2 separate regions of the Oryctolagus cuniculus genome follow, and region 1 is linked to region 2. The links are chromatin contacts, called in public Micro-C maps. All regions are on one chromosome and are shown on one strand. Each heading gives the region's core, a stretch centred on a gene start, on an enhancer-like site or on the middle of the called end of the contact. The rest is flanking DNA. Distances are from core to core; before and after follow the strand shown.

Evidence for each region. Hi-C and Micro-C count contacts between places; a contact is called where the count stands out from the background.
Region 1: a contact with region 2 is called in a Micro-C map of ear pinna, with 5 times the contacts expected there. The contact joins the promoter of KLF9 here to the enhancer-like site in region 2. A contact is called at or near these places in 4 of 6 Hi-C or Micro-C datasets (ear pinna, liver, psoas muscle and 1 more).

The regions. Positions count from the first base shown.
Region 1 is chr1:160,022,929-160,028,682 of mOryCun1.1, forward strand. It overlaps KLF9 (KLF transcription factor 9), which reads left to right and starts at 3,527. Exons shown (of 3, transcript XM_051858717.2): 1 at 3,527-5,754.
Region 2 is chr1:159,966,635-159,972,156 of mOryCun1.1, forward strand. It overlaps LOC108176622 (a long non-coding RNA gene), which reads left to right. Exons shown (of 3, transcript XR_007924301.2): 3 at 1-1,856. Among named protein-coding and RNA genes, the nearest start is that of KLF9, 57 kb to the right of the region's middle. Within about 2 kb of position 2,752, at least 3 of the 8 cell types and tissues checked have an H3K27ac peak or open chromatin away from gene starts, as enhancers often do. A contact at or near this core is called in ear pinna, where this site is marked.

The DNA.
Region 1 (5,754 bases), core at 2,277-4,776, 57 kb after region 2:
AGGGGTTAACGCTAGCAGCAGAGGGCACAGAGGGTCTAACCTGCCAAGGGGTTGTTCTGAAGTCCACCCTCCAGGTTCCCAAGGAGCTTCCTTCCCCACTCCTGGCGGCTGAGAGGCCGGCCAGGGTCCAGGATTTATTCGGGGTTGTGGGGTCAGAAGGAAACATGGCACACTCAGGACTTTTCTTCCCTTTCCTCTGCTACCAAATACCAGGGCAGTGCTTAGGGTATTTAAAAGCACATTTTAAATGCCCTTGTTTGTCTCTGCCTCTGTGCAACATTTGTGCTGCCTGAAGGACAGGGAGCTGGTAACCATGGCAGTGGAGCCGAGGGTGGTGGTGAAGAGGTGTGTTTTTAAATGGGGTGAACGTCAGTCGGGCGGCACCCGGAGCTGGAGGCCTCCAGGCTGCCTGGGTGTCCTTTGTTTCCGAGGCTTAGTTAGGGAGACAGGCTGAGTCCTTTCCTGCCCCTGCCGGGAAGCGAGCTTTGAAAAGGGAAAGTGCTGCCAGACTCCTGGAGGAGCGGGTATGGCCCTAGGGGCAGGTTTGGGGAGTCTGCCTGACAACCCTTGGTCTCCAGGGAACTTCGGGCACCCTGGCAGGAACAGGACAGTCTGTGATGGCACAGAGGCCAGCTCCGCAGCGTCCTGCATGCACACTGTCAGCTGTCACACCGCCCCTCCCTGGACAGGTGGCCACTCATGGGGGTGGCCCTGAATGCTGGCCAAAAGGACAGGCAGGCAGGGCCCCCTCAGGGTGGTCTGTGGTGGGAAGGGCTGGGAAGGAGAGGAAGGGCAGGGGAGGAGGGGAGGCTGTCCCCTCCTCCACGTTCCCGGACCGGGAGCCCGTACAGCCATTCTTTCCTGGACAAAGACTGGACACAGGACAAGGCAGGGCAGGACAGGGCTAGCCGGGGGCGCAGCTCCAGTCCAGGGAAGTCCCATGACTGACTGCAGTGTTTTGCTGCAGGTTTCCCAGCTGCTCCCGGCTGGAGGCGGCGCGGGGTGCTGGGCGGGGAGGAGGGGGTGGGGGGGAGGGGAGAGGACGAGGGAAGTAAACAGGAGACCACAGAGAGAGCCAGTTCCCTGCGTTCAGAGAACACCAGCCGCCTCCGGTCCCCGGTGGGTGGCTGTGTGCGTGGAAATGAAAGAGCGGGAGGGAGCAGGGGGAAGAGCGAGCACGCGCGCGTCTCGCCTGCCATCTACTCCGCTTGCCTTCGCTCGTCCCCACCGCAGCAGGGGCAGGGGTGGGAGGGGGGCGAGTCACCAGACGCCCACCCCTGAGTTCCAGGAGCTGGTTCAGCTCTCGGTGAATCAGACACCGTCTTGGCAGCTTGTCACCTGCGCTGGGAGGGGGCCGAGGAAGGGGAACGGGGTGGGGGGAGCCTCGGAACTTGGGGTGGCGGGGCGAACTGGACGATCCCGTATTGGCCCAGGTGTGGGAGTGAGGCCTCGGGTTGGGAGCAAGGGGTGTCGACCTTCTAACTGCACCCGCGCACCCGCGTCGGGCCGTTCCTGGGGCGCCAGGAGTCGCGACGGGGACCCGAGGCTGGAGAGGGGGTCGAGTGGGGCGGGGTGGCAGGGGACTGCGGCGCCAGGGCGCGGCGCTGGCGGGGGCGCGGGGCAGGCTGCTGCCCGCCCGCGCGGGGTTACGCGAGGTAAAGGCGAGCGGGAGGGGAGGAGGCGGCGGGGGCCGCGGGCCGGGGCGTCTGGCACTCGTTGGACAAAGGGATGATGAAACGTGAGCGCTATATTTACCAAGGGGGTGGAGACGGGGCGGGGGGGGGGCGGCGGTGGTAAAAAGGACAAAGTGTTCCACAACAACCACAGGAAACACAGCCCTTCTGACTCACCGCGAGGGCCGCGCCGACCCCCGCGCAGCCTGCGCTGGAGGCCCGCGCAGGGTCGCAGGGCAAGGCCCCCGGCCCCAACCTGGGCGCTGGGGTTCGGGGTGGGGTTGATTTATTAATAAAGGCACACTGGAACTCGGCGCTGGGCGCGCGCGTGTGCGTGCATGACTGTTGTGGGGCAGGGGCAAGCGCCGAACAGCAGGAATGTTCCTAACCCCGTGGCCGGGCCATCGCGGGAGAAATCTGCCTGCAGATGCTGGGAGCACGAATCCTGCAAAGTCATCTCCTCCCGCACAGCCCGGCGGGGCCGGCCAGCGCGCCCCGCCCGGGATAGCAGCGCCCGCCTCCCCCGCTCCCGTCTCACCCCCGCGCCGGGCTCGCGGCGCTCGGAGTTGGGGTGCGGTGCGGTGCGGTGCGGGCTATGTTTAGAAGCTGATGTCATCCCGACACCCTACTCTGCAGTGTTCCCAGGGGGACCACAGGCAGGTGGCCTGTCCTCTCCCCAACACACCCCACACCCATCTTTACCAGGAGAGTGTGTGTATATATATATATATAAAAGCAACCCCGCTAGAGTTACGAAACATGATGGTGGGGGTAGTCACGCATGCGGAGGGGGCAAACCGAAGGTCTAGGACCGCAGGGAGCCCGCACCCCGCCCCTTTCCGCCCCCGCGCGCCTCTCCGCACGCCTCGCGGGTGCGGGGGCTAATGTCAAGGTTAGCTCACGTGGGCGCGGGCGCCCGGAGCTCCTTGCACGAGTTTGGGGCGGGTTCCTCATCCCGCAATCTAGGGCAGTTTGTTCAACTGCAGTAAAGGGAGCTTGATGTTCCAGCAGGGAAGGGATTTCTGAGAACTGGGACTGTCCTCAGATGAACTCGCCTCCTCCGGCTGCTGCGGCGCGGCCGCCTGCGGAAGACTTTTTAAAAGGGCGATGCCAGGCTGGGGCGCGCGGCCCGCTAGTGGCTGCTGCTCCCGCCCGTCTGCGGCCCGCGCCCAGCGCCCGCCTCCGAGCGCGGGTGCTGCGCGGAGCGCGGCGCGGGGCTGCTCCGAGCTAAACTTATCCTGCTGCATATGCATGAACGGGTGGCCTTTCTGCTCCGCGGAGGGGCGGGAGGCTGCTAAGTGGGGCGGGAGCAAAGTAGGGCGTCGGACAAGTTTCGCGCGGGCCGCAGCTCCCCACCCCCTCCAGGCCCTGGGTGTTATCTGGCTCGGCGGCCTCGGGCGTTCCCCCAGGTCCGGCTTTACCTGCTTGCATTTCAAATCCAGGAACGTCACCATTGTTAGAAGCCAGATCCCCTCCGTCCCTCCGCCCCCCGCTGCTCGTCACCTTCCCCAATTCCTCTGCTCTCACGGAAACGCACCCGCTTTTCCTCACACGGGACCCGTGTGCCTAGGTGGGGTCGCTGAGGCCGGAGGACGTGGGCCCTGAAAGGGAGAGGTCTGGCTCCAGCCCAGAGTGAGGTCGGACACGTGATCGTCTCCCCGCAGCGAGCCATCTGCTCTTCCTTCCCGCGGGGAGGCTGGCACTTCTGCCCGGCACCGTCCACGCCTCCCAGCAGGAACCGGAGAGGAAAGCCAGAACTGGCAGAACTCCGTCCCTACACCGGGGGATTGCAGCCTCAGCCTCCCCGGCAATCTGGACTTTAAATCGGGCGCCAGGTAGATGAACTGCACCCGGCGGGGTGGGGAAACCCTGCCTTGGGCACAGTTTGAATACAAATCTCCAGGGGCTGGGCCTGAGAATCTGCAGCATTCACCAGGAGATACTGCGCTTAGGGCTAGAGTGGAAAAGTTACCTAGAGGGAAAAGACCGAGTCTCTGTCTTTGAGACCCTGTCTACTTCTACCAACCAAGTGAAAAAAAAAAAATCGAGACTGTGAAAATTACAGAAGGGAGTTCGAATTAATGTATGTTTGTGCCTGCTGCCCATTAAATGTTGGTTTAAGGTACACTGCGCTTCGTTGCCATAGGATGTTTGTAGAGGCACAGATGAGACGGTAATTTCAAGAACTCAGGGCTTGCTCCAGTCTTTTTCCCCTGGCATCTTTGTTCTGAAGATCCCCTGTGTGTTTGGAGTTTGAAAGGGACTATGGAGCTGTACTGATCCCCCCATCCCACCCATCCCACCCCTTTCGCAGATAAGGAAATAGTTCTTTGTAGCTGGAGCTCACAGAGCTCCTGGCAGGCCCGGGAAGCCAGTTCCCCACGTTGGCCAGCACCTGCTGAAAATTGTGCCTCCACTGGCCACACTGTCTACCTAGAAGTGATCCTGATCATTTTAGGATGCACAGAAAACACGGCTTGCATGTCACGACAACAGACCATTGTTTTGAGAACTTGAATAATTAAGCAGAGGCTTAGTCAGGATTTAGAGAGGAAAACACACAAACTAGAAGCATGGTGACAGCTGAATTTTCTTGCTCCTCCTGGCTGGTTTGTGTGGATTTGAAAAGCAGACTTCTTGTTTTATGAGGTATTAATGTATACTTGTAAATTGTTTGTTTTCCTTCAGAGTGTTCATTTTAATTTGGGATAATCTATTTTGTCAGAATTAACCAGGACATGTTTTACCATGCTGGCAAAACAGCATAAGCTACTTTTAGTCATCAACCTATTACAATACACATTCCAAAACAGCAAAGAAATTTCACTGTTGAGAATACAAGGGAAAACATCCTGATGTAGGAATTATTACTTGTGACTTAACACACAAATCTCGTGGATAGACTCTATTGTTTTCTGTATTCCCCCATGCCCAGTTCATTGCTAGGAACACAGAGATATCAGGAGAATGGGTGGAAAAGAAGAAAAAGGAGAGAGCGCTCAATAATTCCAGAATTCTTGGGCTTCAAAAGTGATCCCGGGGCTGGTGCTGAGGCTTAGCGAGCTTAAGCCTGAGTCACTGGCATCACATATGGGCACCCCATTAGAGTCCTGGCTGTGCCACTTCCAAACCAGCTCCCTGCTAATGTGCCTGGGAAAGCAGTGGAAAATGTCCCAAATGATTGGGCCCCGGCCACCCACATGGGAGACCCAGATGAAGCTCCTGGCTCCTGGCTCTGGCCTGGCCCAGCCCTGGTTGTTGCGGCCATTTGGGGAGTAAATCAGCAGATGGAAGATTTCTCTCTGTCTCTCTCTTTTTGTCTTGCTCTCTAACTCTGCCTTTCAAATGAAATAAATCTTTAAAAAAAAAAGAGAGAGAGAGAGATCCTACATTAAGTCAAGCAGCAGTCATGTTTGTAAATGTATAAGAGAACTTCATGTGGATGAAAGACCAGTATTCACTTACTAGTTTTTTTAAAGTCTGGAATGAATGAGTCAGGAGAGTTCAGGTTGATGTTCTGTCCACAAAAAAATGGAATTAAATGGAATTAAAGAGAGGAGAGTTAAGTAAGGGAGGAAAAATTCTATACATTTTTTAACCCAAAGTGATTGATATTCAAATTACTGGAGTACAGTGCTCATGGGAGATACAGGTTTTCTTATCTTGTGGAATAGTGATGGTGTTAGCCCTAAGCCCATCTCTCCAGATGCCCAGCCCCAGGGAGGAGTCTGTTTCTCTACTGCAATGCCAGCTAATTTGGGCATCTGAGAGGTTCTGCAGCCCTTGACCCAAGGGGCTACTGGAGACATCCCTCTGGTCTTTGTGCGGGGACTCAAAGCGGAAGCAAGGGTGCAGTTTCTAAGTGATCATGTATCCTACGGGACAGAGTTTGCCCCAGAAAAATTAGGAAGTAGGCAGACTCCCATGGGCTTCAATGAATTCTTTTCTAAAATTAAGGTGATAGAAATGCAAGAACTCCAAGATGATGGCTTCACTTTCACATACAGTGATACACCTGCCTTCCAGGGTGGTTGTCAGGGTGCACGCAGGGTGCTTGTATGGGGTCCTGGCAGAGTGAGCC
Region 2 (5,522 bases), core at 1,502-4,001:
TGGACAGGCCACATCGCAGCTGCTGCTATGTGGGGAGGGAGCTGGCCTCAAGGACTCAGGCAGGGACAATACACCCACCAAGAAATGCAAAGCTCAGTCCCGGAGCCCAGTACAACACAACAATCCATGGCCTGTGACTCAAAGGAGTCATCTGTTGATGACAATTTAATAGATGTCCGTACCGCCTTCACAAGTGGGCTCCCACTCAACAGAGCAATCACCTGCCGTGAGAGCCAAGGCTCAGCCCAGGTAGGACTCCCTTGGAACTGGTCACTGGGACATCTTATATTCTTTCTGTCCCAAGAAGATCACTCCTCTCCTTTCCCCCGTTCTACTCCTCTCACCAAGGGGCTTACAATATTGGCAGCAAAGAGCTTGCCTCAAAAACACCTTCCCCCAAGTCAGAGTCTTTTGCCAAGGGCTACTGCCAGTTCCAGCAGTTACAGGTAGAATTTCCCAGGTCACAGAGTACATAAGCCACTAAAAGCAAGATGTTAAAGATCTGAGGTGGACTAAGCTAAGTAAATCCATGTGATAGGCAAGTAACCAAGATTTCAAAAGGAGTAAAGGAAAAGAAGGAGTTTGCAGACAATTAAGCAAGAGTTCACATCAACCCACACTCTTCCTGGTAGGAAGAGAGACCTACGAGAGTGACGTCTGTTGACCATTCATTAAGTGCCAAGAGCTTTACATATGTTCTCTCAGTTAATCCCCACAATGATTCTGTGTGGCAGGTGATGATATTGTGCTCCTTGTAGATGAGAAAACCAAGACTCAAGAGCTTAACTAATTTTCTCAAAGTCATGCAGCCAAGCACAAGGCAGAGCTTGCACTTGAACCCTGGTCTATTCAGCTTGAAAGCCCAGGTTTCTTTATTTATACTCTTCTGCCTCCCCGCCCTGTGTGCAAGAATCTTCTGAGAAGACTAAAGGGATCATCTTCTACAATTAATTTCTTAGAGACTGAAATCTCCCATTGTCTAATAAATACCAACTCCTATTTCAGAACAGACAATCAATCAGCAGCAGTTCTGAACACTCATGAGGCATCGTGCTATATTCTACAGGGGAGAAAAAGGAGAATTAAGCATAAGTGTTACTCAAGCACTTTAAATACTGTCTGGACAGGACAGGTTGTGCTGAAGTAACAATCTCTTACATGCAATGGCTTAGCACAACAGAAGTTTATTTCCTGTCCATACCAGATGAACTGGATTTGAAGACGTTCACTCGGGTTGTCTCTCCAGGGCTGAAATAATGTATGTCAATGATGAGGATGACTGGTGCTGGGTTACCAACACCCTATTGAAGGCACAGCTGCTGGGTTACCATCACCCTATTGAAAGCATAGCCCTGGAGAGACAAACGAATGAACACCTGGAACCAAGAATAGACATGGTAGGCTCAAGGAGGAGAGGGCCCATCAGAGCTGAACAGAGGCCTGGGATCAGGATGGCCCAGCAGTTAGAGAAAGCATAGGACATCTTCAAACAGGAGAAAACCACGATTCGAATGCAGTGTTGAGAACTGTAGCTAGCGAGGCTGGCTCTGCAGCATAATGGGTAGAGCCACTGCCTGCATGATCAACTTCCGGCTGCTCCATTTCTGATCATTTCTGCTATGCCCTGGGAAGGCAGTGGAAGATGGCCCAGGTCCTTGGGCCTCTGTACCGGCATGGGGGACCCAGAGGAAGCTCCAGGATCCTGGCTTCAGATCTGCCCAGCTCCAGCTGTTGTAGCCATTTGGGGAGTTAACCAGCAGATGGAAGACCAATCTCTCTCTCTCTCTCTCTCTCTCTGCCTCTGCCTCTCCTATGTAACTCTACCTTTCAAATAAATAAATAATCTTTAAAAAAAAGAATTGTAGTTAGTGACTGTTATTTAATTTATTTATTCATTTTACATTTTTTTCTTATTTTGAGAGATAGTGAGAGGGAGCCAAAGAGTCAGAACAGGAGAGACAGGTCGAGAGAGCTCACAATGCTCACAATGGCCAGTGCTGGGTGGGCCAGATGCCACGAGCCAGGAACTCAATCCAGGTCTCCCTCAAGGGTGGCAGCAGCTCAATTACTTGAAGTATCACTGTAGCCTCTCAGGGTCTGCAATGGCAGGAAGCTGGAGTCAGGAGCTGGAGCTAGCAATTGAATGTAGGAATGCTAACGTTGAGACAGGGGCATTTTAACAGATAGGCTAAACACAAACCCTTCACAAATGTTTCAAAGATTTTGCACAGGAGATACAAAAGTGTATGAGGCTGGTTTCCTGCTCTCAAGTTGCTCCAGTCTCTAGTAAAAGGAGAATAAATGTACTAATTATTTCAAACATTGCTGCCTTTTTTAAAGGTCTGATCTCAAAGGGAAACTTTGATGGATAGAACCTAAAACTTCAAGGATGCAAGAGCATGAAGGAGGAAGGGCTGAGCAGGCTGGATTACTCCATGAGACTGGGTGGCAGTGAGGAATCCATGGCAGAAGGAGGCTGCACGGCTCAGGGATAGAGAAGAGTAGAAGATTTAAGAAGAGAGGAAATAAGGCAGCTGGCCATGGGATGAAAAGCTCTTGGAATGAACGAAGATTTTCAGAGGGAATTTTTATGCAGTTTGGTCATATGACTTTCAGGGTAAGCCCTCCTGTTGTGAGCAGGGCAGTAGAATCTACATTACTGAAATGCTTTGGGAGGTGGCTTGAGAGGCCACAAGGGGGCAAGTGGGTTGCAGTGAAGTGTTGGTTACAGCCTCAAAGTGGGTACAGGCTGTGAGCAGGGACTCTCTGAGAGAGCACAGTCATGTGTGCAATCAAACTTCTCCAGGACAAAGTGGCTCATTATGGGAGTGGGAGCTTAAGTCGAGAAAACCTTCATAAAGGAGATAAAAGATGATCCTGGTACCACGTGTGCTTCCATCCAACTTAAATTAACACGTTCCAGTACAGGCACCAAGAGTATCAAGTGCAAGTGCAAAGGAACTGAGCTGTGGGACAGTGTGGTTTGATTGAGCAAATTCTAGCAAACATTGATAAACAGCATTAAAGGGGATGAAGTCAGGAAAAGCATGTTCAGTAATCTAATCCAATGATCAAAACTTGTAGAAATAATACCATGAATTCGCCTTCAAAATTATTCATCAAATTTGTTCCTGCTTCAATATTGGTACAAAAATCTTTTGTTTGGACTTAGCAAAAACTCAGGACTATTGGTAAGAGAAGTGGTGGATCCAGAGGTGAACTTTTCTAAGGAATGTCTTATTTATATTCACCTCTCACGCACAGTCTGCCAATATTTACCTTGCTGCTAAGCACCACCTCGCCTCGTGCCAAGATCCTCCAGGCCCGTGTTCCAGCAGGTGAAGGATTGCCCGAGACAGCAGCAAACAGAAGCGGAGAGTGGGGGACTGTGAAACACACTTCTTGATTTACAGTCCACTGTCAAGGGGTACAATTTATCTCCACTTCTCAGAGCCCAAAGGAGCCTAAGTGCAGAGTGTGTGCGCGTGTGTGTGCGCCTGTGTGTATTTTAAATATCCACCTGGGAAATCTCTCAATCAGCATTTATTTCAATAATCTCAAGCATTTCTATGGCACCTCTCTCCACAAATGCTTCCAAACCAGTTTGTAAGTTTTATACAGCCGGGAAATTGCCGTGGCAGGAATAGAAGGAAATAGATACCGATCAGCTTCCCAGGGAGAACTTGGGACTAAGTGTACTTTTGTTGAAAAGTATGGGGATCCAAGAATGTGCACTTTATTCAGGATGTGCAGGTAGTTAAATGACACTGTATTTCATTACAACATTATTCTCATTTCTTCTTAGGAATCCATTCAAATTCTACCCAACTTTCAAGACCTACTTCTAGACTGAACTCTACCGTTGATGAGTTTTGGTCTCTTGGAGCAAAAGCCTGTCACTTTTCCCTGGATGCTGCTTTTCCCTAAGCACACAGAAGGATAGCACTGGGTATGAGGCCTTGCACTGCTCTCGGGGGTTATACACTATGCATTTCTAGCCTGTTTCTCAGGAGAAGCAGGAAAGTATCCAGGAGGCCACTGAGCACCCATGAGGAACTTGAAGGAACTTTAAATCAGCCAATAAATATTTGCTGAGCAATTACATGTTCTAGAAACTGTGCCAAGATGCTGGAGACACAGCTGAGAGCAAAGGGGCCATGATCCCTGACCTCCTGGAGCCAGCAGTCTAGAAGGGGAGCTGATCATTAATCCGATCATCACACAGATCTGTGTAAACTTAGCATCAAGATAAGGGTAACAAAGGAGGACTCCAAGAAGAGGAGCAGGAAACTCAATCTAGACTAGGGGTTCTGGGAAAGCTGCTGGAGAAAGTCAAGTTCAAGTGTTCACCTGTAGGATGAGCAGGAGTCAGCTCTGAGTGTGTGTGTGTGTGTGTGTGTGTGTGTGTGTGTGTGTGACAGCCTCAGCTTCCTCATTTGTAAAATGACTATACTAGCCTAGTTTAACTTTGGAGTCTATAGAAACAGACTCTAAAACGAGGACTTTTTGGAAGCGAATTCATGAAGAACTGTCCTCCAGGGGGGAAAATGGCAGAGAAGATGGGGAATGGGACTGCGAAGAGCAGGGGCCAAGCAACTTTGAGGATGGAGCCGTCTCCTGGAGAGGCCTGCGGGTCACAGAATAAGCCACACGGGTAACTGGGACCACTGTGCTCTCCCACACCTGTTAGTTGCACATAAGTCCCAGGCACTCTTGCTCCCTGGGCTGGGAAGCAAAGTGGTTCCAGTAGCTCTAGAACTGCTCTCCAACACAGTCTTGGTGCAGGCTGCTGGGTAGGCAGGACTGTGGTGTGCAGAGTGCAAGGGAGTGCAACCCAGGTTAGGTTAGGGTTAGGTCCAAGTTCAATGCCACGATGCCAGACGCTAAGTGAGCACTCAGTAAATATTAGCTCTCATTGTCATTAACATTTACCAAGCATGGCCTGGGACAGGCTCTGCTTTGCCCAGTTGTCTCTGCTGCCTCAAATCCTTCAGGGAAATGCTGCTTCCCACCACTCCCTGCCGGGTCTCCTAAGACAAACATACATGTAAATAGGGCCACCGCTATTTATATTCCCCAGGATTGTCAAATTTGGCTGAGCTCATAAGGGAACTGTACATTTGCCCTGTCATCCTCCCTAGCATCTGCTTTCACCAGGGTTGCTTCTCCCCTCCCTCCTGTGCTCCTGGAGCTCAGAAACGTACGGACTCAGCTGCTTCTTAAATGTGATCTGTGGGGCCAGCGTTGTCATGCAGTGGGGTGAAGCCACCATTTGCGACAGGCAGCTCATAGTGGAGTGCTTGTTCAATTCCTGGCTGCCCTACTTCTGATCCAGGTCCCTGCTAATACACCTGGGAAAATGGCAGAGGATGGCCCAAATGCTTGGACTCCTGCCACCCAGTAGGAGACCTGAATGGAGTTCCAGGCTCCTGGCTTCTGCCTGGCTTCAACTGTTATGGCCATTCAGGAAGTGAACCAGAACCAGTAAATTGAAGATCTCTCTCTCTCTGTGTGTAGTGTGT